Linked DNA regions of Rattus norvegicus: region 2 is linked to region 1. A link is a contact called in public Hi-C data. All regions are on one chromosome and are shown on one strand. The core of a region is the stretch at or near the end of the contact, and the rest is flanking DNA. Distances in the headings are between cores, read along the strand shown.

Region 1 (6,385 bases), core at 1,868-4,367:
GCTCTCAGTGCAGAATGTCTGTGTTCATGGCTGGCACTAACAGCTCCCTGCATGCCTGACCAACAGTGGACCTGATGGTTCAACTTGTGTCCTTAACAGAGAATTCCCTCCCCTCTGTCTTTTTCATCCTTCAGAAACTCATTTGTCATGTACGGCCCACAGGAGTCTTGAGCACCCAACTATGGCAATCTGGCTCTTAGGAGGGGTCTCCTCCCTGGGGACACTCAGGTAAGGAGAACACTAGGATCTCACCTTCTCCTTCTAGGACTGAGATCAAATTTGTTTTTCCCAATTCACTTTCTTCCAATTCACTACCCGTACTCACTACAAGAGAAAGAAGAAATGCCATGGGGGAAATTCCAGATGTGTCAGCACATCAGAGTGACATCAGGGCTTGGCACCGCTACAGAGATCAGAGCGGGACTAGGAGAAGTCCTCCAGAGAATGGCTGGGTGACCGGGGTAGGATTTGGGGAGAAGCTGTGGCCTGGGTCTTCCGCTCCTGCGGAGGTCAGAGGCTTTGTATAGGCATCTGTGTCTGTGTTCAGATCTCCTCTGTTGTAGCTTCCCATCTGCAGCTGGGAGAAGAGCTGTGCTCAGGGTGGTCTCCACAACCCCTGGGATCAGGTGGTTGACCTCAGGGCCTCTGAGCTCAGGGTCTGGATGAAACAGCCAAAGGTATCAGGGTGGTTGTAGAGAAAATGGAGACATGATGGCATCCCTCCATCTGTCAGGTGGCAGAAATGAGGGGGTGAAGGTAGCAGGTGATATCCAGGAGAAAATGCTTTGGTGGTGGGTAAGACCCAGAGCCAGTCTCTGCTGTCTGGTTTTGTCACTGGGGGCCAGAATAGAGCCATCTGGTGATGGGCATGGGACATCCTGGGTTGAAGGAGTAGCAGGTCACCCCTAGTTTTTATTCAAGAGGCGATTAGGTAGTCCTACACAGTAATCCTTCAGAGGTTGAAGAGTTATAAGGCGTGGAAATGGGCCTCAGAGAAGACCTCAATGAAGACACAATGTTTGGGTTCAGATTCACCACAGATAACATCTAGGGGACACTGCCCAGCCTTCTCAGACCCAAGGCTTTTATGCTGGTGTCCGGCGGTGGAGCATGAACAACCTAGCACTCCTCACTCAGCCAGACACTACATGGTGCCCGTAAATCCTCGTTCCTGGTTTCCCAAGAGGACGACGATCTTGGATTGTTAATCTCCGGGAATGGTGGTTTGGGAGCTTGGTAGAGGTTTTGTGTGGCCGTACCAGGTTCAGGGATCTCACCTACCTCATTTGAATCCTCTGGCTTCCCACCCTGGGGCATGTCTCGGAGAACCCACAGACATGGAGATACACTTGCAGTCCAGAGCCTTCTGTGTGTTCTGAGGTACCTGTGAGCTGTGGGGCTTTGGCCATTTCCCAGTGCTCACCCGTGGGGTGGGGGTATAAGATCTGCCTCTTCACTAGGAGACCACCACATCACTGTGTTGGACTGTCAGAGGCTGTTCACTCTGCGTTGTCTACTACAGAGGCACACAGACGGATGTGTGGGACAGCCTCTGTAACATAGAGCAGAGTGTGTGTGTGTGTGTGTGTGTGTGTGTGTGTGTGTGTGTGTGTGTGTGTGGTCCCTTTCGGGTGGGATTCTGGAGGACTGTGGACTAGAGCACTGGCTAGTTTCATGTAACTTGACACAAGCTAGACTCGTCTGAAAGGAGGGGATCTCAATTGAGAAAAAAAAATGCCTCCATAAGATCAGGCTGTAAGACATTTTCCTAGTTATTGACTGATGGGGGAGGGTCCAGCTCACTGTGGGTAGTAGTATCATCCCTGGGCTCTGGTGGTCCTAGATTTTTATAAGAAAGCAGGCTGAACAAGTTGTGGATAACAAGCCGGTAAGAAGCACCCCTGCATAGCTTCTGCATCAGCTCCTGACTCTAGGCACCAGCCCTACTTGAGTTCCTGTCCCGACTTCCTCTGGCCATGGACTACAATGTGGATTTGCAACCCAAATCAACCCTCACCTCCTTGAGTTGCTTTTGGTTATGGTGTTTCTTCACCACAACAGTAATCAAAACTCTTGAGTCGAGAACCAGAGAGAGCTGTTGGTAGGTGTTCAGGGCCAGGTGTTCTCTAGCCTGGTCCACACAGTTCACTGGAACAGGGTGTGTTCTAGGTGTGGGCAGGACAGGGCAATGAGGAAAACCAGCCCAGGGCTGGGGTGCCAGCCCAACCTAGGAGGGTGGTGATCAATTCAGCTGGATGGGAGCAATCATGTGTGGTTAGTTTTAACGGTCAGTGGGCAGGGATGGGGGGGGAGGAAGTAGCACAGATCAAAGAATCTTGAGGAGCTTGATTTCCTGTGTTCCTCTGGAGTTCCTTAGTCCTCTTTGGAGCCTAGGTCTATAGTAGGCCTCCAGCCCAAGGCTTACTGATACTGAGCCCATGACCTCAGCCGGTGGCTGTGGTTAAAAGCCCAACACACCACCCTGTAGTCCTCCTCGCAGCTCCCATCCTCATCTGCAGATGGAAAATAAGTCTGCTCTGCCTGGTCCCTCTCAGGGGACGGTTAGAGAGGCCCACGGCCTGCTCGAGTTTGATAAGAAGCCCAGCTTCACCCTTAGAAGATAAAGCTCCTGTTCCTAGGGCCTTCGGTGCTCAAGCGTGTGAAGCGTAAAGGCTGAGGAACCGCGGTGAGCAGTGGTAGTGGGGCTATCCCTGACGTGGTGTCTGGGAAGTGACTAAACCTTCTAGGGGAGGGTCCTGTGAGAGGGGTGTGTTGGGAAGTGGGTCAAAAGACCAAGTTCCCAGTTCCCTGAGGGGTTCCTATTTCAGACTGTCTATCAGAAAACTCGAGGTAAGCACCAAGGTGTTGGCAGTGACCTGGGAGACAGAAATACTTTCAGAGGGTATATATACCATATATATATATATATAAAATATATATATATTATACACACACACACACACACACACACACACACACACACACACATGGGCTGGGAGAACGTGCTAGTTTCCTTGTCTGAGGCTGAGGCTCTGGACTTTGGTGCTTTCCAGCACCACACCCCATGTGTATTTGACGTCCCCCATCTGCTCAGTCAGAGAAACTGCATTCTCTCTCACTTTTAGTTTTAGCTGGGGCTCATGAGAGTGTGTGAGGAGGTCCAAAGTCCATGGGGCTCCTGGCCTGCAGTGTCTTGATTAAGAAAATGGAACCTCTCCCGGGATGGGAGTCGTCACCCTGGAGCCGGGCAGACAACACCTTCAGGCTGGTGAGTTCTTGAGCCCTTTACAGCCTCTTAGCTCTGTCCTTCCAGCCTGACTCCAGCCACAGATCACCCCCCCCAGCATTTCCTGTCCCTCTGCTCTGTCTGGATAGCTAGCTCATGGAGGCTGTTTGTTGCTGAATCTCCAACAGATCTCTGGAGATAACTAAGAACAATCTGAGGTTGGGAGGCTACAGGCAGACCGGGCCTCTGCTCCCACTGTCCCCCCACTGGACTCCACTCACAGACATCAGCTATGGCTCTCTTTCAAGGGAAGGTGGTGGTGCCATGGGGATAGTAGCTCTTGGTAGACCCTGGAGAGCCCTTGGCAGACCCTAGGCTGTCTTGGACAGGCCCTGTAGCCAGAGGCCAACCTTATGCAGCTCCGTTCCTGAGGATAAGCACCTTCACTCAGTGGAGCTAGAGATCAGGGTAAGCTAGCAGGAGCCAGAGCGTCTAACCTGTTTGCTCAAGTAGGATACACTAACTATCAGTGAGCCACCCCACACCCCCCAACCAGCCCTCAACCCCACCCCTGCCTCAGGATTCTGAAGAGCCTGTTCCCAGCCCCGGCTAACCTTGCTGCCTCTCAGGCTGAAGGCACACAATGAAGGCAGACCTGGGCCCCAGCCCCTCCTCCAGAGACACTGCAGTTGTAGGCTGATACTTCCTCATTGCAAGGAGCAGAGCAGCAGAGTGTGAACTGAGGGCCTGGGCCAGCCTGGGGGAGGGAGCCACAGAGATGGAGGGAGTCCTCTCCTGCAGCACTCATCTGCTCTCCCAGGTGCCGTGTGTCTTCCTTTTGAACTTGTTGCAGTGTATCTCTGCCCAGCCCTTGTGCAGACAGGAGGAGTTTTCTGTTGGGGATGAGTGCTGCCCCATGTGCAATCCAGGTAGGAGCTCCCAGGAGGCAGTGCTATACCAGGGAGGAACTCCTGTCCTGAGTCTCTGGGCCTCTGGGTCCTCGGTCCAATGGCTATACAGGGTCCAGTTCAGGGATAGTCAGTGCCTGGCAGCCTGCAGTCAGTCGGTCAGCATCTGGGATCTTTGAAGTTGCACTGCCCGGGGTGGGCCTAGGGGATAGGGCAGGTTCTGTGTCAGTATAACCAGAGGCTGAGACTGAAAGTGGGCTGGGGTCAGAACCAGTTCCGAGTGATTTAAAAGGCCCTACCACCAGCTTCTGAATTACTCATAGAGGGAGCACAGAAGGCATATGGGCCAACAAGTCCTGTGGGACCTTAGTTGCGGCTGGTGCCGTACTTGTTGGACCCACATGAGGGTTCAGGGACGGCTTCTGTAGGTTACCCCCCCCCCAACCCTGCTGAGGAACTGTGGGTCCTGGCTGCAGGTTACCATGTGAAGCAGGTCTGCAGTGAGCATACAGGCACAGTGTGTGCCCCCTGTCCCCCACAGACCTATACCGCCCATGCGAATGGCCTGAGCAAGTGTCTGCCCTGCGGAGTCTGTGATCCAGGTAGGAGCTCCTGAGGAGGTGGGGCGCGCTGGAGGACTTGAACTCAGGCCTTGGTTCTAGAAGGGGGTAACTTACCGAGCTGCAGGCTTACCTTCCTACTATTGTCAGCAGGTCCTCAGGGTGTCTGCCCTCACTCTTGTCACTGAGACTCCACTGTCTGCTGCTTTCTCTCCCCTTCTGTCTGGTTCATGTGGGTGATGAGAGGCTCTTTCCTGCCTCAGTTTCCTTGCCCATGAAAGAGCTCTTACATGGGGTGGGACGTCACTGGGGATTGATTAGTCATTATATATATATATTTTTCCTTCATATGAAGAAACCCAGGAAAGCTTCACTTGTAGAATGATGGCTGCCTGGACCTGGGGTAGACTCAGATGGGGACACAGGTCCCAGCATGTTTGAAACTGTAAGGCCAGTGCTTCTGTTCCCACCACAGCCCCACAATCTCCAGACACTAGCCTTTGTTGACTCTGGATTTATTATAGCCCATGCGGTTGGCATCACGCTCCCCACAAGGATGACCCCGTGCTTACTTGTAGTGCGTGAAGAGGGTTGAACTCACCTCTACCGAGGATGACCACAGTGTGCAAACGGAGACGCCCTCACCCTTATAGAAGGAACCTCTGTATTCAACACACAGACCCTCACCTGGTCAGCCTCACTCCTACAGAGTGACTCTGTACCTATTCGCACAATTCCCATAAACAGTCGGCTCAGACCCAGAGGCAGAAGACTGCCGATTTCCATTGACGAGGATTTTAAGTCACCACGGCACTCTGCTGGGTGGCAGAGCCTTACCAACTCCACACTTCCAGGATTGTGGGCACGTGGATTGGGAGTCCTACTTCCCGGAGTAGGAGAAAACAGAGGCAAGGACGATTCAGACTTGGTCAAAACCCAGGTTCTGAACCGTGAACTACTCTGTGATCCCATCGGTCCTAGACCACGCCCCCTGCTCAGAGCCATTGAGCTATGTCTGGCTCCCCCTGTAGGACAAACCTGGTACCACATGTGCAGGTGGTGGGTAGCTTCTGGCAAGTGAAGCTGTGCAGAATCGGACCCAGGTACATTGGGACGGCTGGAGGATGGGTGCTTCCCCAAATCCCTCGCTGGTGCCCCCATGGCCTTGTCTCTGACGGCAGACATGGGCCTGCTGACCTGGCAGGAGTGCTCCAGCTGGAAGGACACTGTGTGCAGATGCATCTCAGGTTACTTCTGTGAGAACCAGGATGGGGGCGCCTGTTCCACATGCTTGCCTCACGCCGCCTGCCCTCCAGGACAGAGGGTACAGAAGAGAGGTGAGCTGGCCGACTGAAGGCTCTTTTCTGAGGCCACCCTTGTTCCAGTGAACCTGGGGTCTAGAAAACCTCCAGTTTAAGGATTTCAGAAGGAATGGAACAGAAATCTTGGCCAACCCTAGGGCACCCACCCCAGACCAGTCCTAGTGGCATGAGAGGAGAGTGCTATAGGTTCCCAGGAGGGAGGGTGAGACAGCAGAAGGTTGGGGAGGGGAGAGGGGAACACAGGGGGACAAGGAAAAGCAGGACTCAGAGAATCTGGAAGATCAGAAAGAAAAGGTTTTCTGGTGAGAGGCAGGAAGAGGACAGAGGGCGGAGGAGGGAAGGGGAGCTGGAGCAGCACCATTGGCTCCT
Region 2 (6,385 bases), core at 2,170-4,669, 130 kb before region 1:
GGGTAAGTACACAGGTGAGTACCTTCCACAAAATCAGGGCATGCCACAGCACCTCAGCTCTCCCCCACCTACCCTCACCCCCACCCGCACACCTGCGGTGGGACAGATTTCGGTGCAGCCTCCACTCCTTCCTGGCTCGCTGCTTCTGCCTGAAGCTGTACAACTGCAGCCCCAGTGACAATGCCAGATGCAGCAGGGAGATGAGTCCCAGCAGTCGGTAGCTAGTGCAAGCCCTCAGGTCCTCTCCCGGCAGGCGGCGAGTGCGGAGCTGTTAAGACAGGTGAGCTTGGCCATCAGGATCCCGTAGGACCTGGCCTGTGTCTGCTGGAGGGTGTATGTTCAGCCAGCCCTCCTCTTGGCTACTGGCAGTGTCCCAAGAACAAGGACCAACAGGGTGATAGGTTTAAGTAGTGATGGAGAACCCTAGCTAGCTGTAGGGTAATCTTTAGGTACTAGCTGCATAGATAAAAACTGAGCCAGGGGGCTGGAGAGATGGCTCAGTGGTTAAGAGCACTGGCTGCTCTTCCAAAGGTCCTGAGTTCAATTCCCAGCAACCACATGGTGGTTCACAACCATCTATAACAGGATCTGATGTTCTCTTCTGGCATGTAGATAGAGCATTCATGAACATTAAATAAATAAATTAAAAAAAAACAAAAACAAAAACTGAGCCAGGAGTCTAGACCAGGAAAATGGGTGAAGATTCTAGAGCTGTTTGGAGACTACTTCAGAGGAAGGGAAGGAGCCCAAGGAAGAGCAGGGTGGAGAAGAGCAAGGAAACCTGGGCAGGCAGATACTGTTCCTCTGACACTGGCCCTCAAGGATGCTGTCCAAGCCTTTGCTGTAGCAAGGCGTAACTCCCATGCACATCACAACAGAACGTGCGGTCTTCACTTCCCGCCTTCCCACTGGTAGGACAGGAGCCTCTGCCAGCAGGCCAGACTCTGGGCAAGAACCTGAACTTGACACCCTCTGGAATAGGTGCCTGTCCCCAGACAGTGAAATGGACATAGCCACAAGTCCACAGTGAAGAAACTGCTGAGGCCAGACCTAAGTGCACTCAGTCACGTGCCCAAATCTGCTGTCCCATCTTTAGTTTGTGGAAACTGGGCCTTTTAGGAAAATATAACTGAACAAACCCCACTCTTTCCCAAGCACAGAGTTTCAGTTGCAACTTGGAAGCAGAGCGCTTGGCTGTGATCGTGTCAGCATGGGTCCCAAATGAGCTGCTCAGAGGACCCCAGCCTGCACACCAGTCCCCTTGGCACTGCTACTTACATAAGTGATCCCTGCCAGTCTCTTGGCCAGGTGGTAGAAGGTACCATGGATATAAAACCAAGCCACATGGAGCCGGTGGAGGCAGGCGAAGCCCTGTCTCAGGATAAAGACTGCCCGCTGGAGGGCCCTCCTCTGTTGTTCAGTCAGGGTAGCTGCGTGGTGACGCACCCAGCGCCGTGCCCCTGACCGGCTGCGTCCTCCGGGTAGCAGACTCCCCTGGGAGGCCCGGGTGCCGTCGCCCTCAGCTTGCAGCTCCTGCTCCAGGGGCAGCAGTGCCTTGTCTAGCAGGTAGGGCAAGACAGCATGCAGGGCAACCAGCACTCCACGTCGGAGCCTGGAGGGCACACGCTGCCGGGATGGGTCCACTTGGATGATCCCGACGTACTCCTCTCCAAGTGTCTGGTAGCCTGAGGATTAATGCACGGTGGTGAAGGTCCAGGGACAAGCTTCTAGGCCGGCTTGTGTCCCCCCAGCCTCACCAGTCACCCCGAGACCTAGCCAAGGCTACCACAACTTGTTAAACCCCACTGTGGCCTTGCTGTGAACTCACGATGTCACACAGACTGCCACTCTGGAACAGGTCTTGTTTCCCCTGTCAGTTCCCTTCCTTCTTTACTGTTTCCCAGTCCTTCCTCTGTCAAACCCTTATCCCCTTGTCCAAGTGATGGGATCTAATCTTGTGGCTTTTCTACCTTCCAGATTGGCTCAGTCTGCATCTGGCTCAGTCCTAAGTATCAGGCATACATACAGCTGCTTACCTGATACTGTCACACGGAGTGAGATAAAAAGCCCTTACGCCTGCCCCGATTGAAGCTTCTTGTAGTTCACCCTGTAGAAGATGAAGCCTGACCTCCTGTCTCTGAAGCCAGACCTGTGGTGTACCTTGTGCTCTTTATCTATGTGTCTCACTGTGACCCTGCTCATAGGCCATAGCAACCTCTGTCCCCCATGTTAGTGTCTTGCTTTGTATCTTGCAATGCCTCACATCCCATACAAAGGAAAGTCCCATTCTGCTGAGAGGCCTTTAAGAATCTGGGGCAGTACCCCGTCTGGCCACTGTCTTCCTTCCCTGAGACTAATGCAGGTGATTTCCAGGAGCTGCTCAGTTTGCCTGGCAGCCTTCCCCATCCCCTGCAGACCTGGATAGGTTGTGGGCCCCTCCGTGCCAAGGACCCGCCAAGCACAGCTACCTGCAATTGTGGTGAGGCCAAAGTAGGCTATGTCTGAGAGCAACTCGATCTCTTTCCTCCATTCCAGCCATTTCTTTGCACCTGAGAGGAGAAAAATATTAGCTCTGGAGAGGTGAAGTGGTTCACTTAAGATCACTCCCCCAGTTCCCAGGGGTCAGGTAAAGTCCATGTCAAGTCCCTTCTGGGTCGACCCTTAACAACTCTTTCCCTTCACCACCTCTGCTGCCCCGGTTGACCTGAATGACTCCGAGACGAAGACCACCTCTTTTTTTTTTTTTTTTTTGGTTCTTTTTTTTTTTTCAGAGCTGGGGACCGAACCCAGGGCCTTGCGCTTCCTAGGTAAGCGCTCTACCACTGAGCTAAATCCCCAGCCCCCGAAGACCACCTCTTAAGAACCCCTCAACTGTAACTGTCGAGTTAGGAACTGTTAGGCTCTAGCCATGGGGCCCCAGGAAAGTCTAGGTAGCGCTAAGAACATAAGTCAGAGGCGACCTGTTTAGCATCAAATCTCGTCTCTCTGAAATCCCAAATCCCTGCCTATGAGATCCACGTATCTACCAATGAGAGTAATAATGTTAGGTCCAACCTGTAGGAGCGTTTGGGGAGTAAATGGGCAAATGCTTGAGAAACACTTTTAGTTGGCACTGCCAGGCAGAGACCTGCAATGTGTTCAGCAGTGTGTATGTCTGTTTTGATCCCCGCTTTCCTAACGAGCTTTGGAGCTGCCGCCGGTCTGGGTGCCCGGAACGCTCACCCGCTAGGCTGTGCAGCGCTCCACCCGCCGCGCTCCGCAGGCCTCCCAGGTAGTACTCGTCCTTCTGCGCCGCCCGGATCACTTCTGGAGGACCCGCCTGCGCCATGGCTCTACTCGGTCGGTGAGCTCGCACCGCGCCGGCGCACCTCGTGGGCGGGGCCTGTGACGCTCGACGTACCTCTGTCGTGGGGCGCAGGCCGCAAAGACCACGAGGGCGAAGGCGGGGCCTAGGCGTGATATCCGTGGAGGCGGGGATAAGGGCGGGACCATGCAGGAGGGGCGGGGATACTCAGGGAGGGGTGTGGCCTGTGCTTGGAGGGTGGAGCCTCACAGTGAAGTGGCGTATACTGACAGGGACATGTGGGTAGAACCCCTAGAGAGCTCAGCCTCTCAGGTGAGTTTTTGGCCTGATTCAGGTCCCGTTTTCTGGCAGGAGGTACGTGTCTCTGGGACTGCAGGGGTGAACCTTTTAGGATAGCCCCGTGATCCCAACGGACTATGAAAGTCCCCAGTTCCCGTTTGGAGTTCCTCTCGCTGCCTATGCCCTGGTTTCCTCTGCTTGGGTTGGGCAATTTCAGATAGTACCTTTGACCACTGCCAGGAGGCAGTCACGGCTCATGCAGAGGCACAAGCTTCTGGCCAAATCAAATATGACAGTTCGAAATGCAGATTCTTTGAAGGCCCGAGGCTGCTTTGTGTCCCTGGAAGACTTTTCTCTTCAAACTCAGAAGCTCACTTCTAGCATAACCATGGTATATGGCCTGTATTAAGTGTCCCCTCCTGGACTGATCCTTACACCCGACTGCATTTTTGGATTCTCTCAGTTATCGGGAACAAGACCAGAAAAACCATTCAAGTATCTGTTGTTTCCAGAGATTCGGCTTAAATGTGCTTCTCCAGGGGCTCAAATCCTAGGCACAGACCTCGTCTCAACTGTTTACCAGTGCCTTGACCCTCAGGTTCCTCCTTTGTGGGCTGTATAATAAAACACTCCTCTCAAGGATTCTTCCTAAGCGACAAAACCCAGGATGACCAGCAGGTGGAGCCATCAGCCCATTTTTCTACCAGTTTGGGCAGCTAAAGATTATTAACCCAAAGAGATTCCACGTAGATTGGGGAAACAAGAAGCCTTTCAGTGAGGAGAGAAAGTGGCAGGGCAAGTGCCCTGAGAATAGTGACATCATTGTAGATCAGCTCTCTGGGTTCCCAGATGACCATATGGCCTCGAGTCCCCCTTTGCTTCAGTGTTTCAGGGTTCCAGAATATCTAAGGTGGTGGTAGAACAAGAGCTCTTGCTTGCTGAAGAGTAATGTGCCCCTTGCCACCTCCCTTTGACTACCCCTTTCCTGAAGCCCAAAGGGCCTGAGCCTGCACCTGTGACTTTGCTCCTTGTAAACTCTTCCCTCTGCTTCAAGGATGGAGGACAGAAAGGTCAGGCTCCTGAGGGTTTTAGGGAAGGCACCAGAGGTGTGTCAGAGTGCTTGACAGTTCTAGTTCTGGCCCTGACTCTCCCATATGCACCTCCCGGTCTGCTTGAGGGCCACCCCAATCTGTGAGACAACCATAATTCCCTCTTGTCAATTGCAGTGACATTCCCTGGGGACACTTCACTGGAGCATCTCTGGGCTGGGCTTTGACTGCCCGCCTTGGGGCCCTCCCGAGCTCTGTGAGGGACAAGGTATGGCTTGTACATTCCTTCACTTGGTGAGCCTCAGGTTTCTGGTTATAGACCAGAAATAATGGCAGTAACCAGTTGGTGTCTACTGAGAGCCCATTATGCCAGCTCTGACTACAGGGATTGTCTGGGCACACATAGAGATGCAGGTTGGTAGTGGATTTGGGACAGGAAGGAATTCTGCGTCTCTGACACAGAAGCTTCTGGAGCAAAGGTCAGCCACCCTTGAGGCAGCGTTTACAGTTTTGTCTCTCAACAACTGCTTCTAAAGTCATACACACTGGGAGTTTTGTTGTCCTGCCTGATGTCCTTGACCACGGATGGCCACTCTGTTTTCTGATTTTATTAAATTAAATTATATTTACTGTGTGTGTCGTATGCATGTGTGTATATGCATGTTTGTATATGTATGGGCATATGTAGATGTGTGGTGTATGAGTGTGTGTGTGCACATGTGAGTGAGTGCATGTGTGTGAGTGTGTGCATGTGTGCATGTGCATATGACTGCTTGTGTGTGCATATGTGAGTGTGCATGTGTGCACATGTGTGTGCATGCATGTGAGTGTGTGTGTGGGGGGGCCCAGGGATGATATCTGGCATCCTCCTGGATTGCTCTTCCACCTTCTTCATTGGAGTAGGGTCTTTGAAACAAACCCAGAACTTACCCACATGGCTAGTCCTCTTAGCTAACTTACTTTGGGATCCTCCACCTGCAAAGGTTGAAATTTCAGGTGGGCCACCTCATCCATCAGATACTTATTTATGTGGGCTCTAGGGATCTGGACTCTGCTCTTCATACTGGTGCAACAAGCATTTTTTTTTTCCACTGAGCTCTATTGCCAGCCCTATCTGAGAATTTTTAATATAGTTCTGTTGTTATGGAGGCCAGGGACAGAGTAAGCCAGAACTTGGGAGAGCCCTGGGAACATGGAGGGGATGCCGAGCAGGTGGCTCCTCTGTATCTGCTCTGTGCCCACCCCCACCCCACCTCTGCACCCCAGGTTAAACCTTCTAGCACCAACTAGCTGACTTATCAATGAAGGCACACTTAGACTTCCCTTTGCCCGAGTGTCTTTGATTCCTTGCAAATCTTCCCTCTGCCCCTAGCAGGGATTTACCATTCTGGTGGTTGCTGTATACATCACACCCATAATGGGGCTTGCTACACAGCTGCCAAACAAGAAAACTCCATTTCTCTTCTTTGGATCTGGCCCTGGGGTTGTACAGTGGGGCCACACCTGCCTCGAGGCAAGGGTGTTACCAGGTGATCCTGTAGAGCCCCCACCCTCACCTGTCATCTGGTCTCCTGGGAACCAGAGGAGGGACAAGTCAATGCTTTCCGTGCAGGAACAGGGAGAGGACTAGGACTGCAACCTAAGTCTGATGGGTTCTGGGAGGCCTGCACCACCACCCGGGGCATGGAGCAGGGTTGAAAGCTAGGCTTCCTTATGTTTCCTGTTGCACCCTTTAACAGCAGAGGGATAGAGG

The links. A called contact is a pair of places that touch in the nucleus more often than the background predicts.
Region 2: a Hi-C map of liver shows a contact between it and region 1, with 7 times the contacts expected there. The contact joins the promoter of Pex10 here to the promoter of Tnfrsf14 in region 1. A contact is called at or near these places in 9 of 12 Hi-C or Micro-C datasets (the A7r5 cell line, the Rat2 cell line, Schwann cells and 5 more).

Annotation. Positions count from the first base shown.
Region 1 is chr5:170,772,778-170,779,162 of GRCr8, reverse strand. Tnfrsf14 (TNF receptor superfamily member 14) reads left to right here and starts at 3,117. Exons shown (of 8, transcript NM_001015034.1): 1 at 3,117-3,268; 2 at 4,047-4,155; 3 at 4,611-4,736; 4 at 5,876-6,031. The coding sequence starts at 3,206.
Region 2 is chr5:170,907,170-170,913,554 of GRCr8, reverse strand. Pex10 (peroxisomal biogenesis factor 10) reads right to left here and starts at 3,419. Exons shown (of 6, transcript NM_001109405.1): 1 at 3,223-3,419; 2 at 2,469-2,549; 3 at 1,279-1,685; 4 at 93-268. The coding sequence starts at 3,328.